2 separate regions of the Mus musculus genome follow, and region 1 is linked to region 2. Evidence: chromatin contacts called from public Micro-C data. All regions are on one chromosome and are shown on one strand. Each heading gives the region's core, a stretch centred on a gene start, on an enhancer-like site or on the middle of the called end of the contact. The rest is flanking DNA. Distances are from core to core; before and after follow the strand shown. Region 1 holds the start of Dmbx1 (diencephalon/mesencephalon homeobox 1). Region 2 holds the start of Dmrta2os (a long non-coding RNA gene).

What was found. A called contact is a pair of places that touch in the nucleus more often than the background predicts.
Region 1: a contact with region 2 is called in a Micro-C map of embryonic stem cells, with 20 times the contacts expected there. The contact joins the promoter of Dmbx1 here to the promoter of Dmrta2os in region 2. A contact is called at or near these places in 3 of 39 promoter capture datasets (cranial neural crest, embryonic stem cells and maxillary cranial neural crest) and 12 of 484 Hi-C or Micro-C datasets (cortical neurons, embryonic stem cells, epiblasts and 3 more).

What each region holds. Positions count from the first base shown.
Region 1 is chr4:115,936,926-115,944,130 of GRCm38.p6, reverse strand. Dmbx1 (diencephalon/mesencephalon homeobox 1) reads left to right here and starts at 4,205. Exons shown (of 5, transcript NM_001025567.1): 1 at 4,205-4,246.
Region 2 is chr4:109,976,320-109,983,345 of GRCm38.p6, reverse strand. It overlaps Dmrta2os (a long non-coding RNA gene), which reads left to right and starts at 3,734. Exons shown (of 4, transcript XR_868017.3): 1 at 3,734-4,408; 2 at 4,560-6,004; 3 at 6,233-6,419; 4 at 6,577-7,026. Dmrta2 (doublesex and mab-3 related transcription factor like family A2) reads right to left here and starts at 5,321. Exons shown (of 3, transcript NM_172296.2): 1 at 5,010-5,321; 2 at 2,937-3,491; 3 at 1-1,741. The coding sequence starts at 3,483. The coding sequence ends at 693.

The DNA.
Region 1 (7,205 bases), core at 2,956-5,455, 6.0 Mb before region 2:
GTGGAGGGGGGCCGCAGGGGGCCCGGCCACCGCCATTAACTCCCGAATTAGCTCTAAGCCGCCCACCACCTAGCCACTGCCCTGGGGAGCGCGGGGCCGTAGGGGCGGGAGCGAGCCCGAGATACAGAGAGGCTGCTCGCGCTCGCTTGCACACCCTGAACCTGGACCCCAGCCTCCAGAATTCTGACTCCTCTGGATGCTCCTGGATTCCTTTGAATGCACCCCCCCCCCAGTGGGATAGAACCTCCAGTCAGCCGTGCGAGTCTGCCTCCGTTGTAGCCCTGTGTTAGGCTTTTTAGGGTAACCTTTGCTAACTAGCTACATCCCACGAACTACTCCCAACTACTCCAAACCCCCGATGTAGTGAGCAGATGGGATGGGAGGAGGTCTGAGCTGCAGTTCTCTTTCAGTGTGTGTGTGTGTGTGTGTGTGTGTGTGTGTGTGTGTGTGTGTTCGGATGGCCTGTGGGGGGAGCGGGTTTTTGAGGTTGTCGTTGCTACTCTACATCCAGGAGCCCAGAGATCGCAGATAAGAGTTTAGGGGGACTTGGGCCCCTCAATTTACTTCAACAAAGACACCTAGTATCCCTGGAGTCCTTGGAAACCTGTAGGGACTCACTTCTCCCAGTTCCTGAATGGTCTCATTCCTTGACCACCCCTTCTTGGTTTAATTTAGAAACATCCCCCATACATACATGTATACTTAAGCAGAACCTACATGTTCACATATGTATATATCGAAACACACTTTGTGTATAAATGGGTATATATTCATAATATACAACAGGTTAAAGAATTGAGCAAACACATAAGCAATGCAACACCTACTGTCTCCTCCCCACCCGACCCCTGAAGCCAGGTCACTTTGTTGGGGGTGGGTCCTAGTTTTTCCCGGCATTCCTTTCTCTTAAGCTCTTTGAAGGTGTCTCAGCCACAGCCTGGGGCAGGTGGGTGGGTGGGTGAGGAGGCTAAGAGGAGCAGACTTGGGAGGAAGGTCCTGAGCCATTTTTATTCCTCAGTTTCTGTCTAGACAGTGACATTTTTGAAGTGCCTTTGTTAACCCAGCAGGACCCCCCACATTGTGGCTTGCCAAGTTTCTCACTACTCCAGGTCTCCCTAAAAGGCGCAGCCCCCTTCCCCAGCCTTACTCTCTTTCCCTGAGTTTCTATCTGAGCAGTTGAGCTCATCTGGAATTTTGTATCTCCTCTTCCCAATCCACAATAAACTCAGGAGCCAGGACCTGGGCTACAATGTCTGTGGAAACCAGGGTGGAGGGTGGGAATGTGATGGAGTGACAGCAGCTCCCTCTGTCCTTGGTCTCCCCTTGTATGAAAGCCCTTTGAAGGTAAGTCTAGCCTGGCACTGTGGGCTTCTCCAGGTGTCTGGAATTTTGAGTTGCATGAGGCTTAGCTTGTTTAATGAGAATGATACTGGCTACTTAGCCACTGTAGTGGCTATTCCTGTTCCTGGTTGTCAACTTGACTCTATCTGGAATGAACTACAGCCCAGAATTGGAAGGTTCACCAGTGATCTTAATCTGGAGACTGGGAGATACAAGTTTCTGACCTGGATCTTGGCATGGAGATCTTGGGGCATAGTGGCTATGAATTCCAGAAGATTAAGACCGGGAGATCTCTAAATTCAAGGTCACCTGGGATTAAAGGCGTGGTGGCACACACATTTAATCTGGGTTACACCTTCTGCTGGAGGCCTGCATAAGGACACTGGAAGAAGGAAGATTGACTCTCTTTTCATCCACTGATTGCCTTGTGGGACTGAGCAACTGCTAGATCCTTGGACTTCCCTTCACAGCTGTTGCTGACCATTGTTGGGAGTTGGACTGCAGACTGTAAGTCACCAACAAATTCCTTTACTATATAGAGACTACCCATAAGTCCTGTGACTCTAGAGAACCCTGACTAACACAGACCTGGGATGACTGAACGGATGGAGGTCTTGGCAGCCTGGGGTAAGAAGAATAGGAAGGGGAATTGGAGTTTGTGGCAAACAGATCCTTCCAGAAGCAGGTGCCTGGTTGGGTCCTATGCTCATCACTTGCAGCCTGCAGCACGGAATCTGTGGTATCCTCAACCACTTTGTCCTCCTCAGCACAGAGCCATTACCCTTCAGCTTGCCCAGTGGTCCCCTGTTCTGTCCAAGGAGGGGAGCTAGGGCAGGGTGAGTATAGCTGGGTCACTGAATAAAGACAGAAGACACTTGCCTCACTAGAACAAGGTTTCTCATTGGATGGGGGAGGGGAAGTACTATTTCTGGCCTAATCAAGTAGTATGCACTTGTGCCCAGAGTTGTGTGACAGAATAAGTATATATGTGTGTGCAAAGCTCTATGGTTTTCTTCAGGATGATCTATGTGCGTGTGTGTGTGTGTGTGTGTGTGTGTGTGTGTGTGTGTGTGTGAAGGGCAGGTGGGTGGAGGTACAGTGGCAATCTTGATTACCTAAGCCAAAGAGGCAGGCCTTCACTCCCCTCCCTCTCCTTCTCTCCTCTCCCCTTCTGCACTAGTCCGAGATCCCTGAAGAGAAATTAAAAGGTTATTTAAAGCCCCCGCCTCCGCTTTTTTTGTCCCTTTAAATCGAGCCTAAACGGTTTTGCTTTGGCAGAAGAAATCTTTTCTGGAGCATTGAGGTGGGGGGTGGGGGATCCTGGTGGGAGAGAAGGGTCTAAGCAGCCTAATCCTCTTATGCCCCCCCTCCCTTTCTTTGGAGCCTCCTCCCCCTCCCCTCAGGCGCCCTGCCTCTAACTCTGGGTTGAAGATCGGTCCAACCTCTAAATCTGCTGGTGGCTCCCTCTGTTCCACCAAGGCCAACATTTCTGGCCCTCTCAACTCAGCCTGGGATTTAAAAATCTACTGTTAAGTATGGCAACCTCCGCCATGCCTTAACCCCCAAGAAAATAAACAGCCCACTTCCTCAGAGCTAGGCCAGAGAGTTTGCTTGTAGACCTGAGCAATGTCAGAACTAGGATCCAGCTGCCTGTCTGTCCAGACACCTGGATTACACTTGACCCGAAAAAATCACACAAGGCTTCTTTACCAACACACAAAGAAAATCCCACAGTTACACATGGACTGTGGTTACATGAGCACCAGTAACAAAGACACAACACATTCTAGTCCCAGCCACTGAGGCCAAAGACACCTTGCACAGAGTACTGACCACACAAGCATAGAACACACACCCTTCTCTCCAGGTACCACTGTCGTATAGACACAGCCTTCCAGGCTTCCACAGAGTCATGGCCACAGTAGCCAATCTTGCACTACAAGGTTCCCACATTAACGGGGACACCTGACCCCTTGGCACACACCTCAGACACACAAGGCCTTCTCTGGTTCCACAGCCTCCTGCATAACGACCTCTTCCTATGAATCAGTTGCACCTGGAAGGAGAAGGAGGCTGACAAGAACCTCAAACCCTATCCAGGGATTTTTCCGCTTTGTGAATCATTGCTCTCTCTCTCTCTCTCTCTCTCTCTCTCTCTCTCTCTCTCTCTCTCTCTTTCTCTTTCTCTCTCCCTCTCCCGCGGAGACAGAGACAGGTGCATGTGTGTTGTATGTGCACGAAGAAGTGAGTTCGGCAGACTCAGCCTCCCAACTCTCTCCAAGAGCATCCTGCTGTCGGAAGTTCCACCCTGTATGGGTTGAGCTTGGGTGGTGAGTACTGAGTGCAGGTTGTGTTCGTGCGGGTGTTGTGGTACCAGAAGTGTTTGTGTGTGTGTGTGTGTGTGTGTGTGTGTGCGCGCGCGCTTGCGCTTGCGGTTGCTTAAGCATGCAGTTGCCCAGTTCAACCTTGTTGTGACAGCTGGGGAGGGAGACAAAGCCCTCCTTAAGCCATCGCAGAGCACCCCAAGGTCAAGGGAGACCAGGTAGACCTAGGTGAAGGTTTCTCAGTACTCCTCAACTCCGTAGGGATTGACCTGCGGCTTTACCGCCCAAGATCCAGAGCCAGCAATGACGGAACGATATTCTCGGGGAAATGATGGACGCTGCCGGGGTCCCTAGTTCCTCTAAAGGTTTGACCCGGGCTGCCTAGGCCTTGAGCTGCGTAGATGTTCCAGAGGGGCTGGGCGGGGCCGGGGCGAGAGTGGCGTGTGATTGGCAGCCACAGGGGCCAGTAGGGAGCGCGCGGCCCCGCGCCTTGCGCCCGGGAAACGCGGTTTAAAACTCCAGCTCCAGCCCGGACGCGCGTAGATGGCAGCGGCAGCGGCGGCGCGGGCCAAGGAGACCAGGTGCGAGCGGGCGGGGCTGGCGGGGTGCAGCCAGGAGCGGCCTGGGACCCGGCGGGACTGGGAGGGCTCGGGCGGTCAGCTCCGGGGACCTTCTCCTCGTTTGCGGTCCTGTAGTCTGGGAGTCGGTGGGCGGATCGGAAAGTTTGAAGAGGGTGAGAGACTTGGAAGGCGACAGACACTTAAGCCTTAGGGGAGACGAGATCCGAGGCAGGAGGAGGGAGCTCCATGGGGAGAAAGAGGGAGCGGAGCGATCCCCAGGGTCGGACACGAAGCCAGGGCGACAGAAGGAAAGAACTAGAAATTCCGAGGCAGAAAGGAGGGCAAGTCGTGGGTAGAAAAGCGCTGAGGCGGAGACGGAAGCCTCGGCCGGCGAGACGCAGGCACCCGCAGAGAACGCTTCGGATCCGTCACGGTTTTGCCTCATTTGGAAGATATTACTTCGCCCCTGAAAAAAAATAAATACAAAAAAGGTTTGGATATTAAGCGGAGACAAATCCTTTTTCAGTTTGGAAGGGGGCGGCGGGTGGGGGGTGGGTAGTCAGGGTAATGCAGAGCAGATGCGCCCCGAGGCGTCACGCAGCCCGCGGCCCAGGCTGGAGAGGGGGCGCGGTCCTCCGCCCAGGTTCCTTGCCCGGGATCCCGCAGGGCCACCTACACCTCCCAGCGTCCCTATTCCCGAGTACCCCGCAATACTGGGATTTAGCTCAGAATTCATCCTTTCTGGCTACCTAGGGCTCCTTGTCTCCTGGGATTGCGACTTTACACGAATTATTTGGCCGGGGTGGTTTGGCGCTTAGCCTGCCTCTGCCCTCGTAGACACGACCTCAGGTTAGGATCTTTCAGGTGGGTTTTTGGTCCGCAACGGCCTTAGTTCTCTGGAATTCGTTTGGCCTCCCACGGCCTGTTTTGGCGTGGAGCTGGCGTGGAGCGGGCGAACTCCAGCAGGGAATTCAGGCTGGGGCGGCGTTTGGGAGGCAGGGATCAAAAAATGAAGGGCTCTGCCAGGGTCTCTCCTCTCTGGGCCTCTCATTCCGGTGGCCATAACCCATCTTGGACGGCGACAAGCTAGGGCCTCTAATGGACCTTTCTGGATCTTGGCTGAAGTTTCTTAAGTTCCCAGACCCTGATCAGGGGCCTCCAAGGCCCGGGCGGTGCCTTTAGAGCACTTAGGGGGAAAACATCTTCTTCCTCAAATTCCTATCAATCTGGGGACCAAATCCTGGTAGGGGGCTGAGGGCTCTCGGTGGTGCAGTTGTGTAGTGACTTGTCGGAGAAACCAAGGCTAGGCTCTGGGAGAATTGTATCTAGAGGCCGGGCCTTTCGCCTTTCCCTTTTTGGGAACATTCCAAAGCTGGGAATCCGCGGGGCCTCTAGTGTAGCCTCAGCGAGGGTTCTGCCTGGGGCGGTAGAAGGACTTTTTCGTTTTAGAAAAAAGCGGACGGACGGGAGGCCAGGGGTCTTCTGGACTAGTACTGGTTTTCTGTAGGCAACTTGGGTTTGGGGACGTCGCAGAGAGCTGAGGGCTTTACTTACTGGATAGGCCTTGGGGCAAACAGGCTGTTTTCGCACCACTGAGGTTGCAGGCGTAGTTGTGGAAATTGTAGAATCTCCCGGTCTGTCCTCGCGAAGGTGGGAGTGGGAGACGTGTCATTTTCTTCTTTTGTGCCGTGCCAGGGATCCTGTGCGTCGCAGGCGGGTTGGCTCTCTCTATAGGGCGCTGGCCAAGGAAATTCTGTGGCCTATCCGTTTTAAGTGGGTTGCAGTGAGCTCTGTTTTCAGTTTTCTTTCCTTTTCTTTTTCTTTTTATTTATTTTTTGAATCCGCGCTTCATTTTCTTGCATATCTAGGTTTTAGAAGGGGGAAGGCACTCTCCCCTAAAGATAAGTTTCTATTACCCTTCTTCCCTAACCAGCTGTGCTTATGTATGTGGGTGGGTGGTCAGGGGGGAAAAAGTAAAATTTGCTGCCTAGTGAGAGCAAATTATCCAGATAATTTGCTCCAATTTCTCTCCTCTACGTTGGAGTCTTTGGATAAGAAGCAAAGCACCGCAACTCAGGACGGGATGGTCACCTTACCTCATCCCGTCAGGCCTCAGGGGCACAGACTCCTGCAAGGACGCAGGAACTTGGTTGCACAGTCGAAAGTGGAACTGAAGGGCAAAGGTTCGAAGAATTGGAAACCCGTCCCAGGCGAAGGCCAAATGAAAGTGAGCTTTAGGATGGCTCTGTTGGCTCAGGGGTCAGTTTCCTGGGCTACGGGTGAGTGCTTGTGGGACCCCTTGATAATCCTCTCTGTTATTTTCAAGTTACTATGATTCCACATGGTAGCAAAATTCACTGCTTAAAATAGGTAACTGGAGTTAGGCTTGTGGTCTGAACACACAGAGACTGAGCTGGGAGGGGGGTTTCCACCGAACCTCTGGCTGGCATGCTAGATCTGAAATGAGTACTGGGCCCTGGCTTTGGCTGAGGATATTTTGGTGCCTGGGATGTTGGGGAGCGACAGATCCACAGATCCGGAAGGATTGCTGGGGCTCCTAGCAGACTTTGAAAGCAAGAGGAAAACTAGATCCAGTTGCTGCAGCAATCCCACTCCCCAAATAACGTAGTGCTCCCCCCCCCACTTCCCTGTATTAGAAAGGGGTTAGTCTACATTGACTGCCACACCGAGTGGAACTCCTGGCTTATAGTGACCTGGCACACTGAAGTCACACAGGCAGAAAGATCTAGACACAAATTCTCAGTATCCCCTGGTAGACACAGTCACACACTCCCAGGTTAAGCCTTCACCGACACTCGCAGATAACCCGTGGGGCGACTGGGCACAGAGAGACAGCCCGGACTTGGGACCTCACCTTGACAGCCCAAGGGCATCGGAGCCTAACTTTTTGTCCGCCCTCCATTTCTGTCTTTCTCCGGAGCCTGGCAGAGGCACCCTACCCTTCTACCCAGCCATAGTC
Region 2 (7,026 bases), core at 2,485-4,984:
ATTAATAACTTAGAATTCCATTTTATAACATTATACACTGGCTTGTATATATATGTATAGATTATATATAGATTTATACATATATAAAAACTCACACTGCACCAAGGAAACCCATGCTTATCGGCATAAGCAACAAAGAGAGCGACAAATACCGCAACGAGGAAAGTGCACCTTAGGACGTCTCTTTTTTTTTTTTTTTTTTACAGTTGATACTGATATATATGTGTCCCAAAGACTCGAGTCAGTGCCAAGAGATGTATACATCCTAAATTTATATTTGTTAGAGCGGATTTTTTAAAAACGAAAGGGGAACGGGTATTGGAGGACACACAAGAGGCTGGTCCATCCTGCCATCCACCTGAGCGCGTGTTGAGGAGGCGAGCGGAGCAGAGGGAGCAGCAGGGGTGGGCGAGGCCGCAGTCGCCCTCGGGGTTCTTAGGGATCCCCAGCCTCTTGACAACAAGGCGGGCAGGCCCGGGGGAAGGTGACCCGAAGCGGGGCGAGCACCCAGACCACAGGGCTCCTCTGGGGACACCTGCGCGGTCAGCCGAGGTGCTCCCACCCACCCACCCAAGCAAGTCCCTAAAGCCAACTGTGAGCGGAGGGCGCAGGGCAGGGCGAGGAGGGGCCTGCAGCTGGGGGAGCAGGCTAGGTCGCTGTTTCGGGGTGGCCGGGCTGCCTGGCCCCATACCCTACTGCTTCTCAGGGGTGCCGTTGACCATGGGCCCGTACAGCCCGCCCCCGTAGCCGGGCTCCTTGTGCACCGCAGCGGCGGCAGCGGCCGAGCGGTCGCGCATGAGGTCGCTGAAGGCGTAGTCCATGGGCGGCCGAAAACCGAGTGTGGGCACCAGGCCGGCCGTGGAGTAGGGCGCCATGAAGGCCAGGCCGCGGCTGTGGGCCGCCGCCGCCGAGTAGGCCAGGCGCAGGGGGCTCAGGCCGAGCGGCGCACCCAGAGGGTAGGCGCCCGCGTCGGCGCCGAAGTGGCTGGCATTGGGCTGCAGTGGCGAGAAGGCGGAGCGGCTGCTGAGCGAGCCCAGCGCGCCGGGCGTCATGGCCCCGGCCAGCAAGGGTCTGTGGTGCGGGGGCGCGGTGGGCCCGGTCTGCAGCGGAGCGGGCAACCCGGCTCCCCCGGCGGCTGCGGCCTCCACGCGCCCGGGCCACGCGTCCTCCACCGCCGCGCTCACCGCGGCCTTCTCCAGCGGTGCGGCGGGGCCCAGGCCAGCCGCCAGGCCTCCGCGGTGGTGGTTGAGCACCTGCTCGATGGCCTGCACCACGTCGCCGCCACAGCCCTGCAGCACCAGCTCCAGGACGCCTCTCCGGTGGCCCGGGAAGACGCGCGTCAAGATGTCCAGCGGCGTCCGCTGCCGCGGCCCCGGCCCGCCGCCCAGCCCCGGAGTCGGTGCGGCCTCGGCTTCTTCTTTGTCAGCCTCCGAACCCGATTCGGAACCCAGGGGGCTGGAGGAGCCGGGGCTGTCCTCCTCGCCGCCACCGCCGGCGCCCGCGCTCCCAGGACAGCTGCCACCCGCCTCCTTGGAGGCCCGGGCCAGAGGCGACCCGGAAAAGGACTCGCCGTCTCCGTTCTCCGAGCCTGAGCCGGGCCGCACCTCCGGGGACGAGGTCCGGGGACCTGAGTCCGCGCCGTCGGGCGACAAGGGCTTCCCTGGCGGCGGCTGCGGACTGTCGGGGCGGCCGGCCTGAAGCAGCGTCTTGGGAAACAGATCAAACTTCTGCAATTTGGCCTCTGAGAGGAGGGAAAAGACGGAGATGTGAGGAGAGGTTAAGAACACTGGACCCTTTTGAATGCCAGTTTCCTCTTGTTCCTCTCCACCTCCCAACTATTCTTGACAGGGCTCTGGTTTTATTTTTACCTCTTCCCAAAGATCCTACAGCTCTCCCCCTCCTCCTAGGCTCACGCTTCTTCTGTGCCCAGACACCCCCACCCCGACCTGACACCCTGAAAACTTGATGTTCAGTAAGCTCTTCCTACACTTGTGCCCTAACACCTCCACTCCCTTCCCATCTCACCCCGCCCTAGAGAAGTGGCTTTGTCAAGATTCCAATCCGAGCAAACAGAACTTCTACCTATACCTCAGAGTATGTGGAAGACACTACTCACTCAGGTTGCCAGAGCCTTAGGCACTTCAACCTGGAGAGAGGGATCCTTAGGGGACTAGGTCCTTAGCCTCTCTACAGACAAAATAAATTACATCCTATTTCTTGACCACATTTTTCAAAACTCCTAAGAAATGTCCTTCTTCCAAAGAGTCTGAGAGCCGGGACCGTCCCATTGCCCAACTGCCTCCCTCACCTTCGAGTCAAAAAAGTAGAGTAGACAGAGCAAGGGAAAGGGACCCGAGAAAGAGCAAAAAAAGTGCCAACTATGAGAAACCCGGCGTGCCTGAGAGAGAAACGGAGCCAGAGCGAGGGGAACGCAGAGAATGTTTTGTCAGAAATGCCTTAGGAACTGGAGGAAAGGAATCTTGCTGAGAAACGAAAGAGGGCGTCTCCAGTACTTAGGGAAGTAGTGCGGATTAGAAGGATTGCCAGGGTCTTTTCAGAAGAGTTGGGAAGAAAAGAGAGTGGTGGCCTGTAAGAAGCTCAGAGCAGAACAGATGGGCGGCTTCCGGGCTGCCAGGGGAGAAGGCCCAGCTAAATGAGTTGGGCAGTAACTAAGGACCTGCCCCCTAACAAGAGTAAGGCTAAAGTGTTGCCTTGGGGCCTGGGGTGAGGGCGAGGAAGAAAGTATAAAAACTGCAGGCAGGGCAGAGAGTTTATGAGTGGGTGGAGAGCCACAGTTAAGTAGTTGGAGCATCTAGGGAAGGGAGCTGCACTTTGTCAGGGAAGGAACAAGCCACTAGGCCTCGCGCACCAGCCCTGTGTCCCCTGGGCTCCTCCTTCCAGACCCCACCCCACCCCCAGTGTGACCGTGCTCTCACCTGCGCCCCCTGCGCCCCCTGCACTCCCCGCGGGCGCTCCAGCTCCAGGACCCCCGCCGTCGGTGGCGCAAACCGAGCCAAAGACTTCGTAGGCAGGCCGCGGGGGGATGATGCCGTTGGCGGCGGCCAGCGCCAGGCCCTCGGCAGTGCCGTACAGCAATTGCAACTCGCGCGCCTCGTTCTCCTCCTGCGCCTGCTGCCTGCGCAAGGCCACCTGAGCCGCCATGACGCGCTGGCGCTCGGCGATGAGCGTACACTTGGCGCACAGGCAGTCCTTCCAGCGGCAGTAGCGCTTGTGGCCCTTGAGCGCGGACACCACTCCGTGGTTGCGGCAGCGCGCGCACTTGGGGGTCCGCGGGTACTTCTCCGCTGCCCTCAACAGCAGCGGCGGCGCCCGCAGCAAGCCTCCGGCCACGCTCACTGGTAGCGATGCTGCGGCAGCTGCCGCCGCAGCCACCGACGCCACCGATGCCACGGGTGGTCCCGTCGCTGTCGCTGCTGCTGTCGCCGCACCGGGCACGCTGGGCAGCTCCGAGCGCAGCTCCATGGCTGGACCTAGCGTGGGGAAAGTGGGGATACCTGAGTCAGGGTAATACAGTCACTAGGCTTAAGCACGGCCTGCAGAAACCCATTTTGGGAAACTTTGGTTGTACAAGTTTAACTAAACTTGTGGCTGTCAAACTGCTGGGGAAACGAACTGGAAGCTCCCTGTAAACAAGTACGCCCCCACCCCCACCACTGACCTCTTATATCTGACTACACGTGTAAGATTTCGTTTGAATCAGTAGTTCCGCCAAGGGGAAAAAAACAAGACAACGTTTGGAAGTCATTGGTGCAGTTGAATGTAAAGAGGATTTGGAAAGAAAATATTATGCCCAAAGCTTAGGTTAATTGGGGTGAGTCGAGAAAAGAGAAATATTTGCCTGAAAGGGACTCAGATTACAGAGAAAACTTGGGACCAACAAGCGGATGTCAAAGGCAAAGCAAGAAAAAAAAAAAAAAAGGAGCAAAATGATCCCGTTTGGTGGACAGGTGAAGAGGAGAGAAATGTGCAGGCGGGGTGAGGAGGTGAACAGGTTGGGCTGGGGTCTTAATTGTAGCTTTCAATGTGGAAGCAGAGGAATTCGAGCAAAAAGGAACTGAAGAATTTTTTCCTGTTAGAAGTAGGGTAAGAACTAGAAGACAAAACTTGGAGGCAAAGTTCGGCTTATGGCCCTGGGATCACAGCCAAAAGAATTCTGCAAATACTGTGGTCTGAGCCTCTAAAGGGTTAGTTCTATTCCACAGAACTGAGTGTAGGAGAGCTGAGAAGAGAGAAAAGCCATCGGAAGAAACTTTCTTTGGACTGGCCACCCTAGCTCAAAGATTAGTTGAATAACAAGAAAAACGTCCAGAAACAGCTGACAAGGCGACCCGGACTGAGGTCCACCGAGAGGGACAGCGCTGCTTAGGAAAAAAATCTCCAGCAAAAGGTAGGGCGGGGATAGGGTGAAACCTGTGGCTTGGGGGTTAGACTTTTAGTCTGGAGTAGTCAGAGGAAAGCACATCTTCAGAAAAGTTAGACTTTGCAGGAGCCAGAGTCCTTTTGCTCAATGCCTCTTACCCAACCCCCACCCCTCCCAGTTTAGGAACTGAGTCCTCAGACACGCCCTCCTCATCCTGGGACCTCTTGGGACCCCGCTTGTGCGCAGGTTCCAGAGTGTTGGTCTCAGACCAGGGTTCTGGGACTTGCACAATCCAGCAGGCCTCAAAGGAGGCCAGGAAGTCGCCTCCAAAACTGACCCTGAAGGGACCCGAGAGTCTCACCTGCGCCGCAGCCGCAGAAGGCCCAGCAGGCCCTGCTCCTGGCTTCCGCCGCGGCCTCCACTCCCCGCCACGCAGCCCGGGTCCCCGCCAGAGCCGGGAGCCGCTCCTGGGGTCCGGGTCTGGGAATCCCAGAGCACCGTGTGCTCCGAGGCCTCTTCCCCCAGACCCTCAAGCACTCAATGCCCAAGGCCCGGCAGGGCCTGGGCCTCGCCCTCGGGGGCCACCGACCCGGTCGCCTCCCCTGCTCGGCTGCCGGCCCTCCCCTACCTGCCTCGAGCTCCGGGCTCCTCCTCTGTTGGCGCAGCACGCGTCGCCCAGCTCGGCTCGCGCCTCGGCTCTCTTGGCCTCGTCCCTCTGCCCCCGGCCCCTTCTCTGACCACGTCACCCTCCTTCAGCCACCATGTCCGAACTTCCGGACCCCTCTAGGAACACAGCAGTCCAACACCCCGGAGGGGCCTCGGGGCCGGGGGCCTGGCCGAGGGCGGGCTGGTTGCAACCGGCGTCCCCTCGGTGCGCTCCGGACGCTGCGCTCGCCCCGGGCCGGGTAGTCCGGCGCTGCCAGCTCTCAATGAGCCGCTCGCCCGCTCTATTGTTGCTCCTCAGGGCTCCATTAGACAGAATTGGACAACAATGTGGCGCCTGCCATTGGCCAGGGGAGACAGTCGGCGCTCTGATTGGCCGGGCCCGCGCCCGGGGAGCCCCTCATTCTACAGTGTCCGAAAGATTCGAAACTCCGCACGCTCTGCTGAGTGCCTGCGGGATGGGAGGGGGCGCCAGGGAAGGAGTGCGCGAGGAGGAGCGTTGCAAATGTCGTGACAAGAAGTTTCCGTGCGCCCGAGAGCGTGTGAATTGCTCCTAATTACCGTGTCCGGTGCGCCTCTCCGCGTAGACGTGTGTAACCCCTCTACTCCTGGGGCTCCGGCTCCACTGAGCCACTCTCCCTTGGCCCGGGGCGCTTGGCAAGGCCTAGCTTCCCAAGTGGCCCCGGAGGCCTGGGGCGGGACAGGAGCAGGTGACAATTCAATTACCGCTGTCGAAGTGGGAGTGGAACCCGGGTGCCGGGGTGGGGGAGGGAGGGCGTTCACCGCAGACTTGCCAAGATGGTTTTTGCTGGCTTCCTTCTGACCGTGACCGTGTGCTTCCACGTCCGACGGGCTCCGAGGTAGTTGAGAGCCGGTTTGCTCCCTTCCCCCGCCCTCTATCACCTTTAATGCTTAGTTTCTTCGTTTGCAAAGTCCTGACACCGTGGGCGTCACGGAGTGGTAAGTGCGATTTGTAAGGATTTGTGTTTTCAAGCTAGGAGCCCCGGGAGGAACGTGGGTCCAAGCGCTGCAGCTTCTCCTCTCCCTGCGCCCCTGCCCTTTCCCTCGGCCCCCTGTGCCCTCCTTGCCTTTCCGAATTTCTTTGCATCTTGCTGCCCTTTTTTGTGGAATTCTTTTTGTGGCTGTTTGAAATTAACAAAGTTTACTTGTAACTTTTTTTTTTTAAAGCCAAAGTAAAAAGCCGCCTTTGCGACTCCCCAGATCCTCTGGAGGCTGGAGGAACCGGCCAGACGGTCAGACCCATCAGCCCACAAGACTTCCGCAGGGGGCGAGGGCACTGGACCTGCTTTGACTTGGCCTTCCTCGACCCGTGCTGACGTCACGGCCCGAGAACCCCCTTGGGTCTGCGGAGGAGGTAACAAGTTCGAATTTTGTATCTCTTCCTAGTTATTCCCATCTGTTACTGATGTTTAAATCCTTGGACTGTGTCACCCTCCAGCTCGGACTTTTCCTTTGCCTTTGAGGCTAACATTCTGTTACTCTCATTTTTGCTTTCTACTTTTCTCCTTCAGAGTAAAGAAAATTCGTTTAAATGAAATGCGAAACTATCTCCTTACTCCCTTTCCGATCCCTGCCGTGCGTTTTGGCATTGATTTTTAGAAACCCTTGGGCGTCGGAAGTCGGGTCTCTGCCACTGCAGACGGTCATCTGCTAGGCACCCAGAGCCTGCCTCAGGAGGACCCGCGACTGGGACTGGAAAGAAGAGGAGATCAGCAGGACCCCAAAACAGAACCATGGTCCTGCAAGGGTCAGGATGCGCTCCGCCCAAGGAGCCAACTGAGGATCCGACTGGGGGAGATAAGAAGGGGCGTTGAGCCTCAGAATCTAGCAGACAGCTTCCAGAAAGTTCGCCAGGCCTGTTTCAAAGGAGCCTGGACACGAATAATATAGAATAGTAGCCTGGTGCCCGCCACAGGGAAAGTTCTCCAGAGCCGGGAGAAAGGATTTGATAGGGAGTTAAG